2 separate regions of the Zea mays genome follow, and region 1 is linked to region 2. A link is a contact called in public Hi-C data. All regions are on one chromosome and are shown on one strand. Each heading gives the region's core, a stretch centred on a gene start, on an enhancer-like site or on the middle of the called end of the contact. The rest is flanking DNA. Distances are from core to core; before and after follow the strand shown. Region 1 holds the start of LOC100283913 (putative conserved membrane protein). Region 2 holds the start of LOC103636244 (protein SPA1-RELATED 4).

Evidence for each region. Hi-C and Micro-C count contacts between places; a contact is called where the count stands out from the background.
Region 1: a Hi-C map of tassel shows a contact between it and region 2, with 2.4 times the contacts expected there. The contact joins the promoter of LOC100283913 here to the promoter of LOC103636244 in region 2. A contact is called at or near these places in 3 of 25 Hi-C or Micro-C datasets (ear, leaf and tassel).

The regions. Positions count from the first base shown.
Region 1 is chr8:160,054,901-160,060,587 of Zm-B73-REFERENCE-NAM-5.0, forward strand. LOC100283913 (putative conserved membrane protein) reads left to right here and starts at 1,779. Exons shown (of 5, transcript NM_001156811.1): 1 at 1,779-2,244. The coding sequence starts at 1,858.
Region 2 is chr8:159,906,210-159,912,777 of Zm-B73-REFERENCE-NAM-5.0, forward strand. LOC103636244 (protein SPA1-RELATED 4) reads left to right here and starts at 2,454. Exons shown (of 7, transcript XR_557890.4): 1 at 2,454-3,985; 2 at 4,089-4,246; 3 at 5,207-6,152; 4 at 6,227-6,396; 5 at 6,501-6,568.

The sequences.
Region 1 (5,687 bases), core at 529-3,028, 150 kb after region 2:
GATTTAAAATAATTCAAAAGTTTAAAGAGGTAAAACAAACTATATTTAAATTATTAAAAACTAATAAAAAGTCAAAAAATATTCAGATATATTTTTACATGAAAAGATAATACAAGTTAAAATTTTAACACTTGATTGAATCTTAAAATTTCAAAGAACTTTATTGTAGTTCAAAATATTATGAAGGTTGTTCTCCTTTTTCTCTAAAATCAAGCTCTATGTTATAGTGTCTGGCTTAAAATTGTTTGCATCTTGATTGACTCATTTTTTGGGCTTATTATTTTAGTATCTCTCTTATCTATTATAATTAGTCGATATTCCAAACTACACAAAAACACAAGTAACACATCATCAGACCGTAGTGGGTACTAGTCTTCCACAATCCACACTAAATAATTTTTCAAACTATGTTAGTATGTGCGGCTACATGCACCCTGCTGCACACATGCATGCATGCATGCACCCTTTGTTTAATATATTTAGTTAAGCTTTACAAACTATTAAATTTAATTGAGTTTAAGTGTAATGAACTATGAAGCGTAAGGTGACATGAATATCCAGATGATAGCACACTTGTCATAATATTTGTATAGATATAATCAATGGGCGTGAATAAGATTTTTCAAGCTAGACGATATAACATAGATCATGCTTATAGAGGGGAAAAACTAAAACTACTTTATATTTTGAGCTAAAACATACCCTTCTGTTATAAATTAAAAATTTGTTTTAGTCTTTTATTGGATCCATATAATAATCAGTGTATGTGTTTTGTATGTGTCTAGATTCATTAGCATTTTTTGAATATAGACATAAATAGCAAGTGGTAAAACGAGCTCTATTGTGAGACAGAGTGAGTATTTTGTATTGGTTTTAAATATGAAAATAGGTTTTAGGATTTTAAATTTCATTATTTTTCTTCTAAAATTACATTTAAACAATTTTATTTTTTTTGTAGAGAAGTCATTTTAGTTTGTTTATCTTTTTAGCTTTTAGCTTCATTCCATTTATCTTGGGGTCACATGGGTAGAGCAACTCCAGTATTTCTCTGAAAACAAATTTTTAAACTCATATTTAGCAAGTTGCTAAATAACCATCGAGAGTACAAAATAGATTGGTCTCTAATAGTTCCTAATATTCAGTGACTAATTTAATTTTGAATTTAGTTTTGATAGACACGCTTTCGCTGGCTAGTGACGCCGTGACGGGGTCAAGAATAGAGGATTCGGGAGCGGAGGACAAGGCCGGTCGGAGTGACCTATGGGGGAAGGCTCGACAACATGACGTATGAGGCAACGATGGTCTCACGGTGGAGAAGAAGTTTGTGTCACGTGCGCCGGTCCTGGCTGTCTCGCTGCTAAGAAAAGGGAGAAAACGAGTTGGATTTGGCTACCTCGTCGCTCGGGAAAGAAAAAAAATGAGCACACACGTGTGAATAAATTGGTAGCAACTGCGTTTAGGGAGTTTCTATTCAGTTGTCAATCCAAGTAAATGACGTTGGATAGCAACTAACTAAATTTAGCAAATCTATTTAGAGAACTTTTGGAGAAACATTTTTGTTCATTTCATAAATTTAAGATTTAAGGAGTTGTTTAGAGAATAATTGAAGTTACTCTAAAATCGTCACTAAAACTGTTTAAGATGTACAATACTGATTTATGGATAGTTCTGAAACTCAAATCCGAGGAGGGATCCAAGGGGGATTTCCTAGGAAATCAGGAAGGAAAATCGGATGGCGGCGATAGTTAACGGGTCTAAATTAGTCTTTTTTTTTTCTTGAAAACGTAAGGGAGTCCTACTTGTCTGCTTCCCGAGTTCAGAGTTCAGACTCAGCACATCACCCTTCTCTAGTCTCAAATGGCGTGCTCACTCCCGCTCCACGCCCCCTTCTCCTCGTCGCCCCGCATCCTCTCCTACCGCCCCGCGCCCAGAACCCTCCCTCTGTTCCGCCGAGGGCTCAGGGTTCCGTACCACCGCTCCCCTTCCCCGCCTCGCGCGCTCCCGGACGTTGCTGCGGGGGCCGTGGCGGGCATCCGGGACGCGCTCGCCGACGCCTTCTTGACGTCGCCGCCGACGTGGCGGTCCGCCGCTGCCAGCAACCTCGCTGTCTTTGTCTCCGGATCGCCGTTGCTTCTCTCGGGACTGTCCGCCTCCGGCTTCGCCGCCGCCTATCTCTTGGGCACCCTGACGTGGCGCGCGTTCGGAGCCCAGGGTTTCCTCCTCGTTGTCGCATACTTCGTTGTGGTGAGTCGATCCGATCGGTTCTTATTACCCGGTATGGACTACTTTAGTTTAGATTTAATTGGATTGTGCTGTGGATTGGTAAATCCTCTGGAGGTCGATGTTACTGTCATTCCACAGCAGCTTATTAGTTGTCCTATTCACGTTTTTAGCTTGTAAGTGCTAGATTGAACCTAGCTACGAGGGCTTACTATAATCTGCACGTACAGTTTGCTTAAAAATATCTAGTTTTATTGTAGTTTCACCCCTTAGAATTAGAATAAAATCGTGTACGGCATGCGCTTGTGCATACTATTGGCAATGCTAATGACATAATATAGTTGTGATGTACCCAATTAGAGACCAGAGGAGTGCAGTCTTTTCCTCTTGGTTTTCTGGGTTGAGTTAAAATAAACAAGTTTTGTTTGGATACGGGTGTATTGGCTCTTAGTTGCTCATACTTAGCAACCACATCATAATTAATTGAAGTGCATCAGTAGTCCTTGAACTTGCCATGTAGTGTTATCTAGGCCAACACTTAAAATGCTCAATATCCAAATCTCTTTTATCCAAATGTACCTACTGATGTCGGGTGACATGTGGCCAATGTTTTCAAGTCGAGATGTCGAGTTGAGTCGTGCAACTACTGACTAGTAAACTAGTCAAGACTAGTACTGACTAGTCGAACATAAGTCGGTGATTATATTTTTATAACTTTCTATATATGCTAAGACTAAAAACATGCTGGAACACTAAAAAACACCACACCTTGTTTAGTATATTTTCATCCATCTCCATCTTCTACAATATATCATTAAATATTGAATATAGTCTTGTAGCAAGTCTTTTATTGTTCTCTCTGGTTTCGAAGAACTTGTTTGGATTCAAAAACAGTGTTGCTCTAGCTCTATAGTCTATATAGATTGGTATCCATCCGACTGTCCCACCTCTTATCAACAATAGAAATTACTTCTTCTATTATTCTTTCTTTGTGCTCCAAAACATTTTTTATGTTCTTTTTCCATGGTCCATGGTAGCCCACATTTCAGCCATTGTTGGTCTCTCATCACCATCAACTATCCTCAAGAATATTACAATAGGTTGTTGTTATGGGCCTTAAGCCCATTAGCTAGGTCATTATGGTTACGTTAGCCGCGGCCACTGTTCACGTGCGGTTACCGTAGCACGTGAACAGTGCCGGCCAGATAGGGTTTGTTATGTTGCTTAGCTATTAAGTTAGGGTTACCTCTCTATATAAGGAGGGGCAGGGTGTTAGTAGAGGGAGGAAGAACATATAGATCTGGTTTACTCCTAGGGCCTCTTATGGGAGGGCTGCAGTTCACAACAGTTGTGAAGCTCTCATGCAATCTTCTACTACTTGCCAAAATGCAACAGAGTGACAAACAAGACGTGCATTTCTTAGTTTAGTGTTCTTCATTTTGCTCTCACACCATTCATTATTAACAAAGAGAGCTTTCAATCCTTGTCTTTGTTTCCACATATTAGCCAATGTAAGGAAGGATGTTGCAAACAGAGTAGTTGCATGCCTCACAAGATCTCTATCATTTGTCTTTGTCCTCATCAAGTCATGAATCATTCCATATCCATAGATAAATAAGGTAAAAAACTTGTCCATTAGCATCCTACTTACTAGGGTTGAGATGGCTGGGTGGGCTCACATTTTTATACCTAAGCCCAAATAAGTCACCCGACTCAACTGTTGCGGCTAGTCGTGACTAGTCGACGAGTCGAGTGACTAGTAGAGAAAGTCGAGTCGTTCAGATCGACTATCACCTCTGCACCGACTTCTTGACTAGTCGTCGACTAGTCTCCCGACTTTAAAACCTTGCATGTGGCCACGCTGAGTTGCTGACTATGCTTTTCTTCCTCGAGCAACCAGATCTATGGGTAACTCGTCCAATGTATCTTCTCATCAGCCCATAAACCAACCTTCGTCCACTGTTTCTGTGTTCCGTCTTGCTTGCCTTCAAGCCATGGACTGCTGCTGAGCCATTGGCTAGGGCAACCATTTTATTGTTCCCATGTGACAGGGGAGGGTGGAGTGTCCGGCAAGCAAGTCTCACCGGTGTGGTCAGGGGTGGACCCATCCCAAATTCTGAGTGGAGGCCTACCATTTAAGTGGAGGTCTAAACATAGGTATATTAACTAATAATTCTTTGTATATACAGTATATAAGAAATGGGATCCACTAAAATAAGAAATTTGAGTGGGGGCCTGTGCCCCCGCTGGGCATAACGTGCGTCCGCCCCTGGGTGTGGTGGCGCGGAACATACACCTAAGTTTTGGAGAAGATTTGAAGATGGAGCTTAATCACGAATAAGATACTGTGCTTTGTGTGCCTTCCACTTGCATTGGCTCTGATAGATCTCATCTCACAGCTGGCTTTGTTGTTGGTACACAACAACGCCCTCCACCTTCGACCCTCTTTATCTCTGTCCCTCTGGCCTCTCTGTGTGCTGAATCTGCTGGGGCCTTGTGTGCTCAGGCTCAGGCTGCTCATACCGCCCTTGATGATTTGGGGGTGCTAGTTTCGGCTTCCACACCTCAACATTTCCAGAGACCCACCTGATCAAACTCACTGGCAGAGCTGCATTGAGGCCATCATGGGCTCTAGCTCCCCCCCCCCCTGGGTCTTGGACTAGTTTTGGAAGGATGAAACTCTTGTGCATCGTTGCATGCACGCCTATCCCTGCACTTCCACAGCGCACCACACATGCAATATATGCTTGCTAGTTGCTACATGAACTCTCATGTCCAAAGCACACTGCTATGCCCATGCATTTCCTTTCCCAGTTGTTTTGGCTTCAATTGAGTGTTTTTGATGCAACACTGCATTATGAAACTTTATTGTTGTGGGACTGTAAGTGCTTGCACCAGTACACTTAATTATAACGTCTCTAGCACACTCCAATAATAAGCATAAAAGCCATCAGGTTCACTATTCTTCAGTGTGCATATTGTCCATCTTCTTGTAAGACAATGACCACAACGCGCATGCGACACTAGCAACTGAATACCTAGCATGAGCTCATGTGCTCCCTGCCTTGTGCCTCCTCGCCACTGCGCTCATGTGGTGACTAGTGGGAGATTACAAATATGCAAATACTCGGTCGGTGGGGGAAAGACCACCCCCATGGTATTTCACTAAGAAGAGTTCAACCGGAGCCCGGCCGAGAAAAGCCACGAAAGTTGGTCCCCTCATACATGGGGATGTCACCCCCTATGGTTTGGGCCTTGACCCGTGCTTCGAGGCCCAACCCACATGACCAGCCCCTTACACGACGGCCTGCCCACCCATGCTAACCACCATGGGAACCAGCGAGTGACTTTTTTTAACCTCAGCCTAAAATTCCCTCCCACAGAGAGTCAAAACCTAGGACCCGAGGAGCGCTACTCAGACCACCTGACCGATTAGCCTGGACTTTCCCCTTCCCTGATTTGTTGGC
Region 2 (6,568 bases), core at 1,204-3,703:
GGCAGAAACCTATAAGGTTTAGGTGTTACTGGCAAAAATATCCCCATCATGCCAGAATGACAGACTATAACGATGTATCTGATCGATGAAAAATCCCTGATGGATTACGATCTTTGATGGACTTTTGTTACACCATCATAGATGTTGCAATGGATGAACGCCTGGAGCGATGTGTCATGTTTAGAATATGTACTATTGCAACTATATTATCCCCTAAGTCCTATTGAAGGACATGTTATTTGCTTTGCACAACTATGTATAAAGTGTGGTGTAAGATAGGAAATGATAGCACCCCAACCTCGTCCATTCTCGTTATTCCAGATGAACAATGAGACATATATCTTGAAGAATATGCTTGAGTTATGAGGGATAACGACTTTGACAGATGTCATCGTCACGAGGAGTGAATGCTTATATTGATCACAATCATGAGACAATAAATGTCATATTCTATGCACTGAAGGCGTGAGCTTGATGATCAATATGTGAACCTTTATGGAACTTTCTATCAAATATATAGATCCAGTCGATCAAACACCATCAATCAAAGTGACTTATTTATATTGATACATGCACTTACCTCGTATATCCTAGAAGTGAGTAGAGGTAAAGTTCCTGAAATAGTCCTTGCAAGGATATGCAATCCGTTTGCTAAATCTTTATATGCATATACTTCCAGAAGAAGATGTTTTGCCTTATTGATATGGTTTTGCAAGGATCAGGGGGAGCACATTCCTAAAGTTAGCCTTTATAGTAGATTCAATTGAATCTAGATATAGAAGATCGAAATATGTCCTGATGACAGTTGTTGTACTCTTTTTCCTTGGTGAGTTTTTCTGAAGTTTCTCACATGAGGTTTTTAATGAGGCAACAAAGTGCAAATGCAATATGCGTCACCATGCGCTCTTTCTCCATATTTTCCCACTGGGTTTTTTGGGAGTTTTAATGAGGCATGTGTTGGTCGCGGTATTCGCCCAAGGGGGAGTGTTGAGAAACCCTAATGAAGGGATATGTGGGCAAATACCGAATATGCCCCTGAGGGCAATCACGTCTCTATATATAGAACATGTACCCCCTCATATGGAACAGAGATCAGAAAGAGGCTAGAGGCCCAACCCTATATCCAGCGTCTCGTGTGTTTCCTCTGTCGTGCTTATGGGAAGGGAGACGGGTTCTCTACATCTTCTTGCGCCTCTACTGCTGACGGGAGGGAAGGGAGCGGATCTGGTGATCCGTGGTAACGTAGTTCTCAACAATGGGAATGTCAGAACACTGGAATGGCAGCCTACCCCTTACCGCCTTAATAAGTAGTAGAGAACATTTAGATGGTGTTTGGTTCACGGAAATGTAACGTAAATAATTTACATAGGTATTAGATACCGATAATTTTGTTTTGTTGAGCTCTTTCTAATATTACTAGATACTAATATCTAATCCAATTATAACTAGTAACAATTATCACTGATAAGAGATCTCATTATCATTCCCTTAACAATGTCTAAACCCAACATCATTCCCTTAACAACGTCTAAACCCAACACCAAGGTGTTGTTTGATTCATACAATGTAACATAAATGATAATGATTTACAATCGAGTAACAGTGATAACAAATTTAAATAGAACAGTATTAGTTTCTAATGTCGTATCTAATTATGTTTGGTCCTAAATAAATACTAGCTTCATTTTTTTATTTGACGCTAGCTAGTTCAAGTTTACACTAACCAACGTCAAATATAAAAAACTGGAGGAAGTATAATATAACGTTATCAGTTATCCATAATGTTATAAAGATGAGAACCAAATGCCACCTTAGTTCGTTAGTTAGCCCAATCCAGTTAAATAATTGGAACAATTGAATCTATACCATTAAAAGATCCAAACTTTAGATATATACCATGGACCCCACATGTCATTGACTCATGTGGACCCACATGTAAGTGAGATAGTAATGGTATGGATCCAAAGTGGTGATCTTTTAATGGTATGGATCCAAATTTCCCTAAATAATTCGTTAGCTAAAGTGCTAAACTCACCAGTCACCACGGAAACAAAACGTGCCTCCGCTAAACAAATGTAGCCCCTCAGAAAATTATTACCACTCCCGGCCACCGAGCAACGTGGCCCGCGTTGGGGCGCCTGGAGTCTCCAGTCCCCACGCACCACGGGCGTGCGGCCGCCGTCGCGCCACGTCCGTCGCGCCCGCACCTGGCCTCTGCCAACGCCTAGATGCGGTGCCCGCTGACGGTTGGGCTTGGGCTCCTCGGCGGAATATATAAAAGCGCACCCGCGGACAGCGACGGGCCACCCATTGGGTCAAACTGCTCGTCAGTCCTCGGCCGGGCGCGGCCCACGCGCTGACGCTCGGGTAGCAGGCCGACGAGTGGGCCCGGTACAGCTACACGGCGCTTTCCACTATCGAAACCCAGGTGTGCGCTTTTGGAAAAACAAGCGCCCTTTTGATCCACTTCGTGGCAGGCGGTTTCTCACGCGAGCCTAGCCGGCAGCGAGTCACCGCCGGTCGATTGGCCACTGCGTGGTCACGGGCCCAGGTGTCATGAGACTGAGACGGTGCAGGCCGCGTGGCTTGACGGCTTCTGTCTTTTGCGTGGTCCCGGGGTTTCCGTTATTAGTAGCGCCACGTCATCAGTTCTTCTTCTTCGTTTTTTTTTCGAATTTTAAACGATAATTCTGGTCTTGATCTCGTCCTCGAGGCAAATCTCTTTGGGAATCGCCTGGGAAGTATCAGTAGAACGGGGGAGAGCTTGAGGAGTAGCCGAGTAGGGTTGGAGAGGCGTAGGGGCGCGTGTGGGCGCTCGAGCTGTTGTTGCTGGGCCTCGCCGGCTCCGTTTTCTTCCACCTCCGCGCGCAGCGGCAGCGCGGCAGCCAGCGGGGGTGGGCGTCAAGTCAAGGCAGCGCCGTCGTTTCATGTCCGCGGTCAGGTTTGGTGTCTAATGCAGGTGTGGTACTGGAGTACTGGACTACTGGTCCTGTAGAGCAGTTCGGGGGCGAGGGAGATGGACTGGCCCTGGCCCCTGGTCGCTGTGCCGCTCCGAACTGGGGCGAGGGCGAGGGCGAGGTGTTCGTGGGTAAGGGTCGCGGGCGATGTGCGGCTGGGAGGCGGGCTACCGAGGCGTAAGAAATAAAGCAGTAGTAGACGAGAGAGCCGCGATTTATAAAGCGGGTTTGTGTGGCTCGCTGCTCGCCTCCGCTCCACTCCTCTCACCTGGTGACTGCTCCTCCCACCTCGCTGTTTCTTCTACGGGATCAGGTTGCTGCTTGCTGCGGTTCAGATCCTTATCCCCTTCTGCTTTAGATGGGCCTCGCGGAGCAGTGCATGGAGGTGGAGGAGGTGCGGGACTCGGCGAATCGGAGGTGATCCCGGTCATGGGGTAGAGTGGAGTGGAGGGGGTTGAGCGTGTGGTATGGAGCCGTCCCGTGGCGGTGTTGGCGGCGGCGGGCGGCGGTGGGGGGAGGCGGAGGGTGATGCGGCGGAGGAAGGGAGACGAGGGGAGGACGGGGGCGAGGTGAGCCTGCGGGAGTGGCTGGACCGGCCGGGCCGAGCGGTGGAGGCGGCAGAGTGCGTGCACGTGTTCAGGCAGGTGGCGGAGGCGGTGGCAGTCGCGCACGCGCAGGGGGTGGCCGTGGGCAGCGCGCGGCCGTCGTGCTTCGTCGTGTCGCCGCCCTTCGCGCGCGTCGCCTTCATCGAGTCCGCCTCCGGCTCCGACGCCTCGGGCTCGTGCTCGGGCTCTGACGCCTCCGAGGACGCCGACGGCGACCCGGACCCGGACCCGGACCCGGACGCCTCGCCTCCGCTGCGGCGACGCGACAGCGCCGTCCCCGGCGAGGAGCGCGCGGGGAGGTCGTTCCCGCTCAAGAGCGTGCTGGCCATGGAGCTCAGCTGGTACACCAGCCCTGAGGATGCGGACGACAGCGCCGCTACCTTCGCCTCTGACGTCTACAGACTGGGTGTGCTCTTGTTCGAGGTGCGTGTCGGTGTGCGTTCGCTTCACACGTCAAATATACTTCTGTTTTACGCCACGTCTACGTCTTGACGTCGCTTGTGTTTGTTTGCTTCGCGGACTGCAGCTGTTCTATACGTTCGAAACGATGGAGGACAAGATGCGGGCAATGGCGAATCTGCGGCACCGGGTGTTGCCACCGCAGTTGCTGTTCAAATGGCCCAAGGAAGCATCCTTCTGCCAGTTGCTAATGCACCCTGTGCCAGAAACCAGACCGAAGATGAGGTGCGTCGCGTGTCGTGTACTATTTTTGAGCGTCTATCCCAGCAGCTTCCATATCCCATCCCATATTTCAAACTCCAATGTGTAAACAGTGCCACCTACTAAACCCTCATTTTTCATGATCCACCGGAGACAACTAGGTAGCATGGAGTCCTTTATGCATATATTAGTAACGCTTCTCCTCAAAGCTGGGAACTGCTTTTGCTTGTTAGTATATGTGATGTGGTTGTACGCTTTGTAAGACAGAGAACGTGGGTTTGATATACATGGCCATGGTGTTGTTTGAAGATCAAGCTTGCCTCGAAAATTGGCTAAGTCTTCTAGCAAGATAGGAAAGCCAATATTTATGGGGCAGTAGCAGACACTAGAATTATAATCAGCAATTTGAAACAATGGAATTTGTTAACAATGCTCCACATATTCTAGATTTGACATTCTTGTTCTAGCCTTAATTTTATATGGAAAAGTGCAGCAAACAATCTAAAAGTTGTAGCAACCAACCATCCTACAATGCACTTGCGGGACAGTTTTGCCTATTTGTGAAAGTCAGACGTATCATTTATCTTATAATATTTCGGTTTTGAACTTTTGATATTATTCATAGTTCATGTTTATTTCGAATCTTCAATAGAAAAATGTGGTTGTATTACAACTGATGAAAGTGCCAGCACACTTCTTTTCGTTCTAGGCGTTCCTCAGTGGATCTTTATCTTTGGCTAGAGACTTATATTTGGACAATAGACCATGCTGGATTTTAGTTGAGGTTAATATATTTTTTCTTCGTTGCCTTCTTTCTACTTCAATTGCTAGTTGCACATGCTTGCCCTTGACGTAATTATTTCATAAATTTAATTAAGCAAAGATATGTATCTGTATGTTAACTTTGTGTTATCCAATGAGGTTGTGCCACATTGAACTTCTTCCCTGTTTTATTTCTTTCTTTTGTTTCTTTTTGTTTGACAGTGAGGTGCTGCAGAGTGAGTTCCTTAATCAGTCAAGGAATAGCCTGGAAGAGCATGAAGCGGCACTTAGGTTACGCGAAGAGATAGAAGAACAAGAATTATTGCTGGATTTTCTTCAGCAGTTGCAGAAAAGAAAGCAAGATATAGCCGACAGTTTGCAGGGCACTATTGCTTTCCTCTCTTCTGACATCAATGAGGTACCCCACCAGCAATCTACAATTGGCCACTGTGAGAACTTCTTATCCGATGGGGATAAAGAGGTGTGCTCTGGAACTGTTGAAGAGCAGAGTGATTGTGGATCCAGGAAGCGTTTTAGACCTGAGCTGCAAGGTGTTGATATGGAGGAAAATAATCGTAGTGTTGAAGAATGTTCCAGAACAGTACCATCCTCTGAGTTAATCCAGGAAAGTGTTCTGTCTAAAAGCTCCAGGTTGATGAAGAACTTCAAAAAACTTGAAACAGCCTATTTTCTAACAAGGTCCAAGTTGATGAAGCAAGTTGGCAGCCAAATAAGTAGCTGTGATCGAGTTGTTAAGAACACTACTGGTTCAGCTGTTGGGACTGAGGGAAGTTCACTAGATGATTTTTCTTTGGAAAGGCAATATGGTACAAGGCAAAGAGGTTGGGTAAACTCTTTTCTTGAAGGATTGTGCAAGTATTTGTCATTCAGTAAGTTGAAAGTTCGGGCAGAACTGAAGCATTGTGATTTGCTGAACTCGTCAAACTTAGTATGCTCCGTAGGGTTTGACCGAGATAGAGAGTTTTTTGCAACTGCAGGTGTAAATAAGAAGATAAAAGTGTTTGAGTATAATATGATTGTAAATGAACACCGTGATATTCACTATCCTGTAGTAGAGATGTCTAATAGATCAAAGTTGAGTTGTATTTGCTGGAACAGTTATATGAAGAGCCATATTGCATCTAGTGATTTTGAGGGTATAGTACAGGTAAGCTCTGTGGCATGCTTTTTATAATTAAATTTGTATTTGATGCAATTACCATAATATCCCTGCAATTTCAGGTTTGGGATGTTACTAGGAGTCAAGTTTTTGTTGGGATGAGGGAGCATGAGCGACGCGTGTGGTCGGTGGACTTCTCAATTGTGGACCCAACAAAATTGGTCAGTGGGAGTGATGATGGATCTGTGAAACTGTGGGATATGAATCAGGCAATTTTATTCTTGCACCTACTGTATGTCAGGCTTTTAACTAACGATAACATGGTTATCGAACTTGTATGTGAACGTAGGATTATTTTCCGCCATTGTTATAACAGATTTTTTGTGAACTATGCAGGCTGGGAGTATTGGCACTATTAGAACAAGAGCAAATGTGTGTTCTGTACAATTTCAACCTGATACTGC